Regions from separate parts of the Gossypium hirsutum genome. Here region 1 is linked to region 2. The links are chromatin contacts, called in public Hi-C maps. All regions are on one chromosome and are shown on one strand. Each heading gives the region's core, a stretch centred on a gene start, on an enhancer-like site or on the middle of the called end of the contact. The rest is flanking DNA. Distances are from core to core; before and after follow the strand shown. Region 1 holds the start of LOC107912928 (E3 ubiquitin-protein ligase DA2L). Region 2 has its middle 34 kb from the start of LOC107912927.

Region 1 (6,210 bases), core at 3,455-5,954, 44 kb before region 2:
TTTTAATTTTTTTTCCTTATCTATAATTTTTTTATTTTAAAAAATCTGAATTTTTTTAAAAATCAAAAAATTAACAAATAGAATCAAAGATTATTTTTTTTTGAATATATTAATAAATTGTTTTGATTTTCGCCTTTGGGTTTATATATATATATATATATATATATGAGAAAGGATTGTATGAAACAGTGACGCCACGTCATCTGTATCCCTTTCCAATAGTTTTATGCCACATCAGTACTCTTGTCCTGAATTTCAGGATTTTATCTTGAAAAAAATCAAATCCAAATTGAAATACTTAAATTCAGGATAAAATCCTAAAATTCAGGATAAGAATATTGATGTGGCATAAAACTATTAGAAAGGGATACAGATGACATGGCGTCACTGTTTCATACAATTTTTTTCCATATATATATATTAGATTTTCACGAGAAAAAAACCATAAAAACCAAAAGTTATTTTTACCCTAATGTATTAATATTGATTTTATGGTTAAATATAAGTTTTCACCTTAATTAATTTCAGAGAACATCATCACATCTTTTAATTTTTAAAATTAATAATATTAAATATCAGCTTATACATTAATCTTCCATATAACTGCTACATGACTTATAGTTAAAGATTCTCAAATTAAATATCAATACATTTACATGGTTGTATTTGAAAATATATTTTCACAAATCAACTAACCTTAAAAATCAATTTTTGAAATAAAATATTTTATTATTAATATCAATTTTTAAATATTATAACTTGGAAATAAGTTGTATAAAAAAAAACTTGGAAATCAGTACCTCCTTTGGATAAATTGACTTATTATTATTAACATGTGTTAAGAGAATTTTTTTATAAAGTAATTATATATAGATTTCTAAGCTTAAATTCGCTAAATTGGTAAAGATATATTAGATAGTAGAAATTTTACATTCAACACTTATCTAAATAGTCATAATATATAGCTATCAGCACCCCTTGGTAAGACCATTCACCTCTCTCAAGAAAGGTCAGAAATCTACTTTTAGGTGTGAACACACCCTCAAGGTTATAAGGTACTCATTTGAGCATAACAACCTTGTACTGATTGAATGAATAAAGAAATGAGCCCCTTAGTATATGTCCTTCATGCATTGAACGATGATAAACTTTCTTCATAGCAATTTGCCACATCACACTAATGAACAAGGAGACCTCTCCTATAAAAATTACCTTGATCAACAATAAAGAAGGGATCGACTCTTGGTTCCAATAAAGCCATTCTGAGCACTCAATAGTCAATATGTCCTCTTGTCTTTGTTCCGCAACTCGACTTCTTTAGGTAAACCAGCCTCCATATCACCACCTTGATTTCCTTCTTGTTCCTCCTTGTGTTCCTCCCTTGTTGTGTCTTGTATCAACACTAGTTAACTCAACTTTTCAATTTTACTCCCAAACCATGCTATTTAGGGTTTATATATGTTTGTATAGTTAGAATATATTACGTAACATTTAGCACAATAATAGATTTGCACTATCAATGGTGATTGCAATTTATCCTTCATTTGATCTTTCCTAGAGTTTAAAATTGCAATAGGCATCTGTCAAGTTTGATTAATCATTTAAAAATCTAGTAGATTTTAATCAAACCCAAATGGAATTTAGATTAACCAAAATTTTTAATTTTTAAAGGTATACTGTGAATTTCCATTTGTGATGCACCGATAAACATGTTAGTCACAAGTACATCTAAAAACAAATGTGTGTCCCCACGGAAGACAACAAAATTTGGCTTACCAAACTATAGATAACCACTCATTTAAAGATTTTTATTGTTCATAGGAACAACTCCAAGGATTAAAAAGGTTGGATAATGAGGTTCGGTTACATAATTTAGCAAAGAGATTAGCCATAAGCGTTATGGTTCCACCATCCATAACCAATTGGGTGAACCAAATGCATACCAGCCCTATTCAACAGTTTCTTATATCTAAATATTAAACTTCATATTCCTCCAACCACAACTTATTTATTAATGTCAAACCATACAAACTAAAAATAATTTGTGTTATGAGCGATTAGGTTCAACGATCACATACATAGAATCATTAACTTGGACATATGCTTTTGGGGTCCAAACTCATATGCAACAATCTTTGGAGAAATGTATATGTAATTACAATTACAATTATAAATATTACATATTTGAATAAGTATAGTAAGCATCAACCGATTCAAAACATGATCTGATTATTAATCAAAATATATCCGAATAAGGTTCATACATGATGAGACTTAAACGTAATAAAATGGGTAAACTACACCATTAGCCACTAAACTATGGGTAAGTATTTGTTTTGATCACTGAACTATCCAAAAATTTTCATTTAAATCATTGAGTTGTTAGCTTTAATACATGCACCAATCTGAAACTATCTTTCCCATTCTCTTCTACATTTTAGTTTTCTTTTTATAAAATACTTTTGGACATCACAAATTTATGAACCAAAATTCAAATAATTTTTTCTTCAATCTTCGACATCATATCGATTTGGGTCTAATGTATGTTCTTCTACTCTTCAATGGATATTGATTAAAAGATCAATGACTTAAACAAAAACTTTTCAATAGTTTAATGGCTTAAATGAAAATTTTCGAATAATTTAATAATCAAAATAAAAATTTACTTATAATTTAGTAACTAATGGTATAATTTACCCTAATAAATTTAAAAAAAAAAACTAAATGTGGTTTACGCGATTTGAAACTCAAACAAATCATTAAATTAAACTCAGATTTAATGGAATAAAATGCATAAATGGATAAAGAAATTGATGTGAGTGAATGAAGGTAGGCAAAGAGATGAGAAAGATAATGAAGATTTAAGAATTTTGGTCAACCAATTAAAAGGGAGTTAAATTATGGTCCACAGTCTGGCAGATGTGGACAAACAAAAAAATCCCTTCATTTTTAATGGGCCATACCTTCTTGCTTTTGGGAAAGATTAGTTACCCCACTTTTGTCCATCCAGCGTACAATTAATTTTACATCCTTTTATTAATAAATTATCATCCATTTTTAACTAATAAATAAATTACTTGGAAAATAAGATCTATATCATTTAAAATATTTAAAAAATAAGTTAAATTAAATATTTAGAGATAAATTTAATAAAATTAAAAATATTATTTTGATTTTTTTATTTATTAATTATATTTTTAAATATAACTTAACAAATGTTTGTGAATTTTTTTTATTAGAAATGTACTAAACAATAACTCTCAAAAAAATATCAAATTTTATTTTATAATTAATGACTTAAAAACACTCTTTAAAATTAGTAGCTAATCCTTTTTTATAATAAAAAAAATAGCTAATTCTTAAGATAAAAAATTAGATATACTCCAAAAGGAAAAATATAAAATAATTAAAAAATGAAAACATATAATACAAAAGATAAAGAAGGGAGAAGGCGATTGAAAAAGACGCGCGGGTAAGAGGGGGAGAGAAGTAAACAGTAAACTAAATTGGAGTGGTGTTGATTTGATCCTTTCCTCCTTTACTACTCCACCCTTTCCTTCTTTAATTCTCAAACTTAATCATCCCTTTCTTTTCTTTTCTTTTTTTTTTTCAAATTTAAATACATTTTTCTTCCAAATTAATCACTAATAAGTAGTTTTTTTTAAATAAATAATCCCCTTATAACAAGTTTTTTAATATTTCTTATGTATGTAGTAGTAATTTTACAAATAAATTTAAGGATGATTTTGTTGTTGTTTTGATGAATGCTCAATTTTTTTTATTAATTTTTACTCCGCGCTTTGGACCATCTGGACCTGATTTCCTTATTGTATTAAGTGCTTGCAATCACTCTAAATATGTTGTATATGAGTTGTAACAAGGTCAATTGTCAATGTATCATAATAATTTAAATATTATCCTTCAATAGATGACAAATATTTACTATTTTTTCTCTGAATTGTATGATTTCACTCATTAATGAATTAATGAATTAATTTTTCAAATAAATAAATAAATAATTAACCATAAAATATGTCGTATTTACAAAAATCAAATAGATCCCATGTCACACATTATAATTAAATAAAAAAATTACATTCATCACATAAAAATCCGATAGAATATTCAATATACTTATTCATTTTCATATAATTAACAAAAACTTGGATGATTTAGTGAATTAATAAAAAGAATAGATTAATTAATTTCAATTATCCCTTCGTTCCTTTCATTTTTTTAAAAAAAAATGTAATTTGTATGCATTCTTTCAGAAAAGTAGTTTAAAAGTTTTCCATGATAAATTAATTCAAATGAAAAGAAAAATGATCATTCACTTGGATTTGTATAATATTTTCATTTTAAAAAATAATTCAACAACTTAAATATTAATAAATAAAAAAGTAAAAAACTTAATGACTTTAATTTGTAAAAATTGAAAAATAAGAAAACCAAATATCATTAAATTGCTAAGACGTTAAAGAATTCAAATTCATACTAAAATAAAATAAATAAAAATAGAGAGTAATATACTAAAATTTTAAGTAGAAAATTTAAAATTAACAATTAACAATTAGAGCAATAAATAATATTGCAGTTATAGAAAACATCACTACAGTATTTTTTTTCTTTTTTGTAAAATAAAAATAATAACATTTTCTCGTATTTTGTTTGTCTTTATATCTACGAGTCTCCATCCAAACGCCGAAAGAAACCAAAAAATGAATAAGAAAAAAGAACAAATACGTGTATGCGAATTTTTATTTATGAAATAATATAAACAATTTACAACAAGAAATAAAAATAAAATTTCTTTCTTTCTTTCTTTTTCTGAGAGAAAGTTGAGATTGTGTTTCCATTCTCCTTGCCAAAGTCTTTCCCTTTCTTTCCTTTTCTTTCTTTTAAGCCCCTAAACTCGCTTCCGCCAATTCCCTTTCAGGTTTCAAGGTCAGTTTCTTTCTTCTCTCAATTTGCCCATAATTTAGTAAAGTTCTGTTTTTTCTTTTCGTTTGCTTCGATTTTCTTCTGTTCAAAAGCTTTGTCTTTTGGTTCGAATTTGTATTTTTCCTTGTAAGTGAATCTGTTTTTGCAATGATTTTACTTTGTTCTTTTTAGTCTTAATGTTTTTCTTTCTTTGGTTTAATTATAGGTATGGCCATGTTTCGGGAAGGATTACACTGGCCAATTCAGCTGTGAAAGTTGGACTTGGTAAGTTAAATTTCCTTTTGTAATTCAGAACTTAGCGTTTTCTTTTTAATCAAATTTTGGTTTCTATATTACATTTTGAAGCATGTTTAACTATTAATATATATGTTTAATTTCAAGGTTTTTTTTTTTATTGCACTTGCAGGATTCATGGGGCATGATTTTAGATAATGAACTATTGTTTGTTTGGATTAGAATTCAGTTTTAATGTAGTGTGTGTGTTTGATTATGTTGTAAAACTACGAATTATGGTTGTAGATTCTACGTGATTATTTGTTCATAATTGGTAATTTTTAGTAAACCAATTTACCAAAAACCAAATTTGCAGCTATTTTGATTGGTTTTTGTCTTGAAGAATTTGAAAAATAATCAAATATTGGGTCGAATTAGAGGAAGAAGAAGAAGGAAAGAGAACAGTTAGGGGATACAGTTTTGGGATATTCTTTTTGATGGGTAATAAGTTGGGAAGGCGGAGGCAAGTCGTCGATGAGAAGTATACACGCCCACAAGGGTTGTATGTTCATAAAGATGTGGATATTAAGAAACTAAGAAAGCTGATACTTGAATCGAAGCTTGCTCCTTGCTATCCTGGCGATGAAGAATGCTGTTCTGATCTTGAAGAATGCCCAATTTGCTTTTTGGTTTGTATTTATCTCATTGGCTTTCTTCTTATGCTTGCTAATTGCTATCCAATTGTAAATATCATGCTCTTTTTATCCTTTTGCTTTATCAGTCACTGCTTAGAATGAGCCCTTGTTTACTGGTTTTTATTGAATGTTAATTCATGTGTGGTTAGCTTTTAAAATTAGTTGCAGTTGAATATGAGTATGGTTTTCCTTTTTCCTTTTGTATTTTAGTATTATCTGTGGTTAGCTTTTAAAATTAGTTGCAGTTGAATATGAATATGATTTTCTTTTTTCCTTTTGTATTTTAGTATTATCCAAGTCTCAACAGATCAAGATGTTGTATGAAAAGTATCTGTACAGGTAAGCTATCTTTGGATTTTCT
Region 2 (5,702 bases), core at 1,598-4,097:
TTTCGCTTTGTTTCGGTTGTTCGGTTTCTTCCCAACAATAGTAATGGGTTTTATGGTGGAAGGGAAAAGAGAAGTTGAGATGCCCATTGCCCAGCAACATGTACTTACAACAATTATACACCAAACTGTTGATAACACATGCTCTCATTATTTTTAAAGCCGACTTTGTACTTGTGAACCCCTTCCATTCATACATATCCACAAAACCTGATAAGCTAGAATCTTACTTCTGTTTACTATCAATTTAATTTTTTATGTTAATTACATGTTTAAATCATTTAATAATAAATAGAGATGACATTTTATGATAGCTTTGATGCTGGCTTTATTGGAATTATTTACTTTTTGCTTTTTTATTTTTCATTTTTAAAGGCGAAAAAAATGTTGTTCCAATCCAGATCTGATTGAGTTTTTTTTTGGTTAAAAAAAAAGTACGCATAGGCCTAAATGCTAATTGAGCACAGTTGTGTTACTGAGACCACAATCTATATATCTGATTCAAGTTTTGTGGAACTTCGGAGCTCAAAAGACATATCTATCGCTACTTTTGTTAACTAATTTGTATATTGATTTCCTTCTTCAAACACGTGCTTAATCACTACCTCCCAATTTTTACACTTGAGCTGCATGCCACAACACTCACACCACCTTAGTATGTTGTAACAAAGGGAAAATAACCTTATGAAATCCATAATCCAAAGCCAAAGGTTAACCTTCATACGCACCCCACAATTCAGTTTGAACAACAGACGGGCAACCCGTGGTACGCCAGAACCCCTTGATCCACTTGCCCTCACTGTCCTGCACCAACCCACCCCCATAACAAAGACAATTGAAAATATTATTTTGTAGAATAAAAATTAAAAACACATATTTACCTTTCTTTTTAAGTATAAAAATATTAAAAGATTCAATCTTAATTTAGTGAACACATTATTATTACAATAATGAGGATGACTTAAATGTGTTTTTTTTTCTTCCCTTCGATTTAAAAGTTTGAGAGATCATAAATAGAAATAAACGTATTGTATAGACAAATATAAAAAAAATAATTCAAAAAAGAATTTGAATCTTATTATCTCTATCTAATAAATTGGATAGTAATCTAGTTATTGGACAAATACATGTTAACTTTTGTTTGGTTAAAATTAAGATATCTACTATTAATAATAGTGATTATTTTAATAACTAATCTTTTGTTTTGGATACCCTTTGAAGAGATAAATAATTGGTCGTATTTATAAAATATGCTTGATTTTCATGAGTGAAACTAAAAATTGCATGACATATACATATTTTGTTAAATTAGAAGGTAGACGAAATGATATCTTAAAATGGAATTGGAACTCAATTGAATTAATTATTATTAAAAAATAAACAACAACAGAAACTTAAAAAAACAATGTATTAAATATAATAAAACAAGGATGAATAAGGAAAGGATAAACATAAACATAATCTTTAATGATTCCACCCACACTAATCGATGTTAACAAAAAAATAATATGCCACAGCATGTGGTAATTGATTTATAAGAAACATATTGTATAAATTTGAAATTTAAAAAGATTGAATGTCAAGTGGAAGTAGAAACGTAGAAGATTTTATATGTGGGTCAAAAATACTTGTAACCTTTGTTGTCATAAAAAAACAACAATAAAATGACGGGAAGAAAAAGGTAAAGAAAGAAAGGTAATCAATGATCATAGTTAGACCATTGAGTCACACTCAATAGATTTTTCTTTTCTTGTGTGTGAATTATTTATTAAAATGAACATCCTAGGTGGAAGATAAGGAAAGACCCACTTCTTAACTTCAATTCTATAAAAAAACATCAAAGATTCCTTTTTTTTTTTTTTGGAAAAATACTGTGAGTCGGCATTTTTATTAATTAAAAATGTGAGCTCGAAAATTGGAAGGAAATCACACGTGGTAGAAGAGCAGCCTCCACTTGAACAGTTGGATTTGAACGCGTGGATGCGTGGGAACGCCTCTTTCCTTATCAGATTACGTGGCCTTCTCTCATTCGTAGCTTTCGCTGTCCCTCCCATTATTGTTTCTTCACATCATTTTCCTCTAAATTCTTTACTTTCATTCACTTAACTAATAATTGTGAAAAAAAGGAAAAACCCAGATTCATCGCATTCTTTGAATAATTTATGTCCGTTCAATTCTTTTTTTCTTTTATTTATTTACTTACTTTATTTCTCAATTCCATTTAATATATATTTATCTTTGAAAATGGTCAGTAGAATCATGTCTTAATAACAAGGTAAAATTAAAAAAAAAACGTGATTTAAAAAAAAAATTAAAAATCTAGATCGATTTTAGAGAGAGATCTATTTTCTTAAATATCAGAAAAATTATTCTATTCCCTGTTATCTTTCAAAATAGACATATATTACTATTTCTTTATTACAAAAAAGTAATTATTTTAAAAAAAAATTGCAATCTAAACCTAATTCAATTAGATAATTGATGGATTATTGAAGAGTTGAATAATTTATTCACTGTTTAAGTTAAAGAATTAAATTAATCCAAAAGTCGGCTAGACGGAATATGATTCCTCCTTCTGTTTTGATGCCTCAATCCTCAACCAATATATGACCTTTTTTATATTACTAAAAAAGCTAAAGGTTTGACGGTTTTTATAGTATATTTTTTTTACAATAATAGTAATTAAATTGTTGCAATGAATCGAATTCTGTAAAATTTTGAGAATATTTTTATTAACTTTTTTTTCTAGATAATATTTGCAAATTTTATCTAATTAAGCCTTGGCTTGATGATAAGGTTGAGATTTGCACAAGAGAGGATGGGGCAGATTGACCCAATCACCAAGACTCGTCCCTTTCTTCAACTGCTTAACCAGCCAATCTGTTGCCATATTAGCTTCCTAGACACTTTGTTAACAAATAAGAGAATCAATTTTTTACTCATCATCTTAATATCTTGCATATAACTAAAAATTCTTAAATTCCTGGAATCATTATTCAACGAAAATTCTTACTCATAGTAAGTTGAACTTTTTTCATGGCTTTTGCGGCAATTTCCAAAGCCGAGCCTACCCTAGACATTTCAACATTTCCATTCCTAGCTACCACAGCAAAACCATCAACCTTATCTTTATTAACTGTAAGAATCGAACAACAGCAAGAATAGCAAGAGAAAGCAAAAATGTCTACTTACTTTTATGGAGAAAGAACTCTAACAATCTGTAAGGACCGAGCCCTATTATTTATACAAGACGAGCTATGTTGCGTGTGAAATGATATGCAATTTGTGCAAGTATACACATCGGTTCAAGTAATAAAGTAATGAGTGAGTATCGTTCCCACGAGGATCGAATTGAGGCACAAAAGTAGTCAAGTTATTATAATAAAATGCGATTAATGCTATGGCAAAAGTCAATGATAAATATGAACTGACAATTAGTGGAGTAATGATGTAAGCAATATGTGGTATTAATGAATAACTAGAAATGCTATGGCAAAAGTGAAAGCAGAAATGTAATGGTAATAACAAGAGTGATTATCCAAATAGACTGTAAATAAAGAAATAGACAACTAAATATGTTGTGACAAAGACACTACGAAAAAGAACAAGGATAGAGTGATGTTAATTTGGAAGGTCAGGATTACCCAGAATCGACCCTTACTATCAATAATGCCTTGGCAAAATTGAATCTACTTTACTGCACAAAAGAGTTCTAAAATGGTCTGCCTCTTGTGAAAAGTTACATTGCCCGTGTCTAAAGGCTTTTTAGATATCTTGCATGGGTTCCTTCTGTATGATCGTGACTCTATGTCTAGAGTCGACTACAAGTGTCGATCAAATACTTGCTCATTTTATTTAATTTTAATCCAACCAATCCAATCAGTTCGGAATTAGAATCAGTTTTTAGTATGCAAACAACTTTCTATGTCTAGAGATCGTTGCATTCTAACTAAGAAATAGGAACAATCAAATGAAATATTAAAGTAAATTAGATAAATACTGCATCCATAAAAACAGTTAAGCCCAACCCTATGAGATTTAGCTCATGGGCTGAAAAATAAAATTTCAAACCAAAATATTATCTGCCATTGCGTTCTACTACTTCAATTCAATCTTGTGAATAAAATAACGGAAGAACTTCAGGAAGCAACTTTCACTTGCCCAGTCTACACTTTGGCAGCACAACATCCTATGATGGCTAAAAAGGACTGCCTTCGACTTATTGTGCTTTGCGCAGTCGAACCCTTATTTGTGCCAAGGATTTCTCTCACTCTTTCTTCGATGTCGTTTGTGAGGTCCCCTTTATTGGTTTTTATAGATAGATTAGGCTAAGGTCAGCTGCGCGAAAAATGTTGACTTGGTCTTCCCGGCATTGCCATGACATCTGTGCTGGCAAACTGTAGCACTTTGCCCTGACAAAACTTCACTCATTTGTTTCTTCATCCCAAAACCTGTTCCTGCCACACTAACACAAAAAACTCCATCACAAGCGATTAAAACACCTAATTCCAACACAATCCAAGTCCTAATGCAATATTAAAAATGCTAACTAAAATGTCCTAAAATGCAACAAATTGTACTTAAGTACAATCAATTACCTAGGTCTAAAAGCATGAAATATAACTATTTTCAAGAGTTATTAAGCTACTAGATCAGTTAGGATTTCAGTGCTAACAAAAAATCCTAACTGATTTTTAACTGTCTACTAGCTGAAACTGAAAATGGTTACAAAAGTTAACTAAATTACCTAACTAACTGATCTTAACTAACACTTAATTACAATCTACAATAGATGAACTAGCTACACATTGCTAACACAACTGCTATCAACTCATTAGTCTCATTCCTTAATATTCCCTAGCTTGGTTGCTCCTGTCAGCTTTTGTTGTGTAATTGCTCATTCCTGCTAACAACTTGAAGCATGGCCCTGAACTTGGTGAAGAATTCAACTGAAAAAAGGCTTGATAAGAACATCTGCTACTTGGTCTTGAATGAGAACATGTCCAACTAACAAAGTTCCAACTGCTACTTTTTCTCAAACAAAGAAAAAATCTAGCTCAACATGTTTGAACTTAGAAAGTAAAATTAGATTTGTTGAGACAACTACAACTTTTGAATTATCACACTATACAACTACTCTGCTTGTGACTTTAACTTGCAACTCTACTAACAAGGACTGCAACTATGTAAATTTCCTAGTGGCATGGGCTAAACTCCTATACTCAGCCTTAGCAATGGATTTAGAAACCACTTGTTGCTTCCTAAAGCTCAACGAAACTGGATCACTTCCTAATAAAACATAAAACATTGGGGTAAACCTCCTATCATATTGATCATTACCCCAGTTAACATCTGAGTAACCCTTCAAAGACAATTGAAAGACTGTAGTGAACTTTATGCCATGTTCCAAAGTATCGTGCAAGTACCTTAAAATAATTTTTACAACTTTGAAGTGTTGATCAAGGGGAAATGTTTGTTTTATTGATGACTATGTATTGCAAAGCCTCTAATATACTCCTGTATTAAGACTCATTTTTTATGGGACTCCCAACATGAGCTGACAGATTACATGTGGTAACCATGGGAGTGGGAGTTTCCTTGGATTGATCCATATGTCTTCTCCTTAGTAAGTCTAGAATATACGTCCTTTCATTGAGAGATAGTCTAGTAGAGGGATAGGTCACTTCAATCCCTAAGAAATAACT

Evidence for each region. A called contact is a pair of places that touch in the nucleus more often than the background predicts.
Region 1: a contact with region 2 is called in a Hi-C map of leaf, with 1.6 times the contacts expected there. The contact joins the promoter of LOC107912928 here to the enhancer-like site in region 2. A contact is called at or near these places in 6 of 34 Hi-C or Micro-C datasets (anther, callus and leaf).

What each region holds. Positions count from the first base shown.
Region 1 is chrA13:98,640,039-98,646,248 of Gossypium_hirsutum_v2.1, reverse strand. LOC107912928 (E3 ubiquitin-protein ligase DA2L) reads left to right here and starts at 4,704. Exons shown (of 10, transcript XM_016841318.2): 1 at 4,704-4,944; 2 at 5,147-5,205; 3 at 5,348-5,843; 4 at 6,137-6,188. The coding sequence starts at 5,652.
Region 2 is chrA13:98,594,271-98,599,972 of Gossypium_hirsutum_v2.1, reverse strand. No RefSeq gene overlaps it. Among protein-coding and RNA genes, the nearest start is that of LOC107912927, 34 kb to the left of the region's middle. Within about 2 kb of position 2,847, at least 5 of the 9 cell types and tissues checked have an H3K27ac peak or open chromatin away from gene starts, as enhancers often do. A contact at or near this core is called in leaf, where this site is marked.